Linked DNA regions of Mus musculus: region 2 is linked to region 1. Evidence: chromatin contacts called from public capture Hi-C data. All regions are on one chromosome and are shown on one strand. The core of a region is the stretch at or near the end of the contact, and the rest is flanking DNA. Distances in the headings are between cores, read along the strand shown. Region 1 has its middle 24 kb from the start of Sertad2. Region 2 has its middle 89 kb from the start of Spred2.

Region 1 (2,700 bases), core at 197-2,696:
TCTGCACAGCTCCCTCTCGGGGACACACCAGCACCCTGCCTCTGCCCTTGCTCCCACACTCTGGTGCAGAACAGCCTCATTTCAAGGCCAACCTCAAATGCCTGTCCATGAATCCGTCTCCGCATCCTCCTCATAAGAGCCCATCCTGTCCTCAACTCTTTCAGGGCTCCAGACTTTGCAAGAACAAATTCTGTCCTGGCTTCACCTGAGCTGCACACAGGTTTTCTTTGCAACACTACAGTTCTGAAGAACAGGAACCCTGGGATTTCGTCTTCTCCAGACGTCGTCACGTCACACCCCCACAAACTATACACTGCCAGTGTTAATAAGCAGTAGAGTGGCCCCAGACAATGGCCGTGCTTACTTAGGTATGCGTCCCTAGGGCTGATGTCTGACTCCATAGTACAGCTGAGCAGGTACAGTTGTACTGACTCTTAGTTCAAAGGAGTTGCCATTTGGCCCTTTACAGAGACACATTGCCAAAGTGATACTGCAACCCACACAATCCTTAAGATAGTGTTGGCGCAAACAAGGCAGACAGGCTTTCAGTAAGGTGGACGTTTACCCCTAAAGAGATTAATTGGCTTGGGTGTCCAGGGAGCCCCAGTGTACCAGAGTGCTGGAGAGGAGGGAACAGGGTTAACAGCCAAGCCACATAGGAGGGGGATATCTTCAGAAAGCTCTAGGCCTATGAGGGGTCTGGTCTTCTGCTCTAAGGAGCCTGATTATGGCTTCAGAGGAGTAGCATTCAGCTTGGCTCATTAGAAGACCCTTTGTCACCAACCCCAAGCCTGCTCCTCTCTTTCTCTCCAGCCCTAAATAAGTTTGGTTTTGTGTGTATGGAAACCGGTTGTTATCCCAGCTGGTCTCAAACACCTGCATGTAAGTGCTTCTGTCTTGGCCACCTGAGTTGCTGAGGCTATAGTTTCTCTCCAGTCTTTTTAGCACAGCATATCTTGCCTATAGTTTGGAGACCTGAAAACTCTTCCCCGGGTCTGGGATGGGTTGGGGGGAGGTGTGCCCCTCCTGACATACCTACATCACTACCTTAAGGTATGGAGAGGAGCAGCCAGTAGGACCAGCAGTTAGCCAGTAGGGAGAACTTTCTGTGACTGAGCACTCTGGGTGTTCTCAGACTCCCTTACTTTGGCAATGTGACTTGAGGTTAGTAACTTATTGGGAGCAAGATGAGGCTGGCTATCTGGCCTCTCCTTGTTTGTTATCACAGTGGGAGGGCTGGTCTTGGACTGCAGACCAAAAGGATTTGAAAAAAACTCTTGAAGGCCCTAAGGTGCCACCCTTGGAGGCATCTGGGATGGCTTGTCCTGTGCACGACAGGATCAGACAGCACATGGTGACATTGTCCCTGGAGCTGGGAACCCTCTCTGCAGCAGTCTGGCTGTCTCAGCCCCATAGTGCTACAGACTTCCCCCGCCTCCCAGGCAGGGCCAAGCTGCCAGCTGCCTGCAAGGCTTATTGTTCAGCAGTGACAAGAAATGGCTGCAGAGCACAAGCTGGAGAAAGGCTGGAGGCAAAGTGGGGGAGGGGTGGTAGGCTGAGGAAGCTCTCAATGCCCCTAGCACAAGCCTGTGTTCCTGGGAGAAGTCTGAGAGGAACCCAACCTTAGGGAGTCAGGCCCCTCCCTCCTCGGCCCGACAGGCTTGTCTTTCAGATGTGGGAAGTGTGTCGCCCCGTTTCTGCACCCAAGCAGAGGAGAAGGCTGCCTCGGGATTCAGCTGAGTGGCTGAAGACAGAGCCATGTGGCCTGCACTTTGGCAGGCTGAGGCAAGTCAGCCCGATCCATGCTCCCCTTGCAGTTGGGTCTGGAGAGGGTCCAGAGATGAGAACAGTTTCTGATGTGTGCACAGCTACCAAGTGTTTTCCAGACAGCTGTGAGTGTGCCGATTTGGGGGGTGTGTGGCCTGCAGCACTAGCGGGTGCTTCAGTCATGCCCATCCCTGCTGAAGGCTTGGGGAGACTTGGAGAGGTTGAGCCATGAAAACCTTGGGATCAGCAGCCGGCCATAGGAGGAAGTCTCTGCAACCGAAATCACCAGGGACCAAAGCCACTGGGAGAGGCGAATCTAGCGTCTCTACCTACCGAGGAGAATCTCCCTCCCATAGCCCCAGACATATGCCGACCCACCGTGGAGGGGATGACTGATGTAGTCACAGAGCCAGCGCCCACTGGGAGCCAAACCCTTGGTCTTGCCAGACCAGTCCTGATAAAGGGGAAACCTCGTCCTCCCATCTTTCTCTCTCTCACCTCTTTCCTCTTCGTCAGCCCCCCTTCATCCTGCATGCCTACTTGAAGTTGAATTTGGTTGGCACACAGACTCTGGCTTGTCCTCTGCATCATGGGGCCTTTGTCTGGGGGCTGGTCGGCTGGGCGTCCGCTCTGGGCTCGGAGACACTGGTGCTGCATTCTGTAGAGGGTCAGGCCCAGGATGGGGGAGGGATTCTGATCAGTCAGCAGCTGGGACTAGGGTTCCTTTGGAGGCAGGGTGTGTGCCTGCTCTGAGCAGCCCGGCACCCCAGCGGGCACCCCAGTGGCGAGGAAGAAATGCAGACCAGCTCCTCTGAGTACCGCCTCCCCAAGAGTCATCTCTGCGATACCCCAGCGGCCAGCCGGAAACGCAGAACCACGAGGGTGGGCAAAGCTATGTCTGGAAAGCATTTCTGTCTCAGATCACCGTCTTAC
Region 2 (2,700 bases), core at 53-2,552, 820 kb before region 1:
GCTGTACCTGGACATCAAGACACTGTGCCTGGCACACACAATGCTCTCAACAGGGCTGGGGGAAGTCACTCAGGTGATGTCAAAGGCAGGCCACAGAAGGGAGAGGACACGGGTGGGTGCATGACTGCTATGCTTTGTAGCCCGGATGACCAAAGTGGCCCTGTCAGTGTTAGGGCTTGATGGTTCTTCTCTGATGGCTGCATTATGGGATCTGTAACTAGCATCCCAGATTCGACCCATTAAATAACAGTGAAGCCCCGTGAGCTATGGCAAATGTGTCTGCATCCATTAACAAGTCTGTATGGAGGAGAAATGGTGGCAATGTCGCCCCAGCTGGCAGTAGCTGGATTGTGGTGTTAACAGTGTCCAGTAGCCTCGGTAGCCCCGGCCTCCTCCCATGGCCTCAGACCCTGCACTCTGTGATTCCCCTGATCTCTTTCTCAAAAGGTTTCACTACTAAAACCTGTGGGCCTGCTTCCCTGTTCTTTCAAAATATGAGTGAATTCAAATTCAATTATTAATGACAAAAGATCCCATCTATTTACCTCCACACTCCCTCAATTGTTACTGGAGCTCTTAGAAGCAATCCTTTAGCAGGAATGCTGTGTCACAAAGACTCAAGACAGCACCGTCAGGGAGGAGGACAGTGACATTTTACGTGATCCGTGCTACAACAAGCAGCTGAGCACTTGGGCCTCAGCTCAGCGAGCTGGTGGTTCCCTCATGCCGGAGGCACAGAGGCCTGCACGGGTGCCCAGGCCGCCCTTGGAGGATGACTCAAAAACCATAAATGAGAATGTTGAAGGCTTGGGCCAGGAAGTTGCATAGCTGTAATCCCAGAAAGCTAAGGCAGGAGGATTATATAACCTAGGCTACATGGTGAACCAACCTCCACACCCCCGTGTGTGTGTGTGTGTGTGTGTGTGTGTGTGTGTGTGTGTGTGTGTGTTTGTGTGTGTGTGTGCGTGCATGTGTGTGTCCCTCTGTTCCCCTCAAAAAAGAAGGAAGGAAAAGAAAGATAAATAAGGAAAGGGGGAAGATTTTGAAGATTTTAAGCACTACCAAACCCAAGTCTCACCCTGAAACCGGTGTGTAGTCCCCACCTCCCGCTTTTCTCAGAGACCCCTGGCTGGCACCACAAAGGGGGTGAGGAACAAGGGGCCAGAGCCCAGGTCAAGAGCACACTCAGGAGATCTCTGCTGGCTTCCTGGCCTCCACAAGCTGGAGCAGCCTGTGACCTGGAGGCATTCCTCAGAAACAGTCACCAGCAGTGAGTCAGCTCAGCCGAGAGGCTCTAATGCAATTGCTTATTCACAACTACAGTTTTAGCACAATGGAGCACAGCTAAGAGCTCTGAGAAGCCCACCCACCTATGACATGCCAGTGAGCTGCTCAGCCCCCTCTGGTGGATGTCCTGTTAGTCACAGACAGCATCTGGCCCAGCTCCCCTATCTCCCCCCCTTTTGTATCTCCAGACATTTTACTAAACAGACACTGAGTCAGAATAAGTCGGTTTAGCAATTAAAATCTGTGTGGGGGCTGCCTCAGGGAGCATGTGGCGGGTCTGGAAATAAATATCCCTCCAGTATGGATCGTGCACACAGTGCAGAAGCCTAAATGTAATATGCATGAAGCTGCTCAGGGGCTGAGCCCACGATATGACTCCTCCTTTAGCAGGGATAGGAGGAGCTGCCATCCGCTTGCAAGGATGAATCGTGTGGTATAGGATGAACTGTCCTTAGGCAGAAAGAGCACTGTGATTCTGTCAAAGGAAACATGGACTTGACTCTGAAAGAAGAAAGTCCCACGAGGAACCTTGTTCAGGCAAGTTCAGCCTCAGACAACATCCATTACACTAAACCCAGGATGCTCAAAGAAACAGCCAGGTAGCCTGCACACACATTTCCAGCCCGTACTCTGGGTCTGGATCTATTTGGATACTTCTGGTAGGGGCCACAGAGACCACCTACAGCTCCAGATGGGAGAAAAAGCTGCCAATAACGGTGCCTCTGGTTGCAAGCCTGTTATCTGGCCAGCCACAGGGCCCTTCAGACTGGGTCACTTTTATCCTTTGCAGGTGAGAGCAGAGACACCTGGGAAACTGGAGGACTGCCTTTGCTTGCCAGTGTTCCCACTTAATGTCCACAAGGACCACCCACTCTGCTACAAAGTTCCTGGATTACAGGCTGTACCCTGGGCAGCTGGTGCAAACATCTGGCACCTGGGATATAGGCAGATTGTCAGATGTGCACACTCTTTCAGTCACCTGCCATCCCCACCCCCACCCCCACCCCATCTCCTTGAATCTCTTCCCCAGCCACCTCCTCTTAGCAGCAGCATAGACCTGCAATGTCAAAGGCAGCAAGCCCAGGCAAGACAGTGCCCTCCACACACCGCCTTTTCTGCACACTCTTGTAAGCCAAAGAGGGGCAACACATGGCCAAACGTCCCTGTTGCAAGATTCTGCTACACCAGTGGTTCATTCTTACGTCACAGACTCTTCTGAGAAGATAGTGAAAGCCAAAGATTCTTTGCCCAGGAAGAGAAAAAAAAAAAAAAGCATTTTCTCTTGGTACTGAAGAGGTGGCTCAGCGGTTAAGAGCACTGACTTCTTTTCCAAAGGTCCCGAGTACAAGTCCCAGCAACTACATGGCAGCTCACAACCATCTGTGATGAGGTCTGACAGCCTTGTCCGGTGTG

What was found. Capture Hi-C pulls out chosen DNA fragments and counts their contacts.
Region 2: a contact with region 1 is called in a capture Hi-C map of embryonic stem cells, with 4 times the contacts expected there. The contact joins two enhancer-like sites. A contact is called at or near these places in 3 of 484 Hi-C or Micro-C datasets (CD4 T cells and embryonic stem cells), 4 of 115 datasets of contacts at active chromatin or transcription factors (astrocytes, craniofacial prominence and embryonic stem cells) and 1 of 9 other capture datasets (embryonic stem cells).

Annotation. Positions count from the first base shown.
Region 1 is chr11:20,654,440-20,657,139 of GRCm38.p6, forward strand. No RefSeq gene overlaps it. Among named protein-coding and RNA genes, the nearest start is that of Sertad2, 24 kb to the left of the region's middle. Within about 2 kb of position 1,447, at least 172 of the 459 cell types and tissues checked have an H3K27ac peak or open chromatin away from gene starts, as enhancers often do. A contact at or near this core is called in astrocytes and embryonic stem cells, where this site is marked.
Region 2 is chr11:19,834,034-19,836,733 of GRCm38.p6, forward strand. No RefSeq gene overlaps it. Among named protein-coding and RNA genes, the nearest start is that of Spred2, 89 kb to the right of the region's middle. Within about 2 kb of position 1,303, at least 118 of the 459 cell types and tissues checked have an H3K27ac peak or open chromatin away from gene starts, as enhancers often do. A contact at or near this core is called in astrocytes and embryonic stem cells, where this site is marked.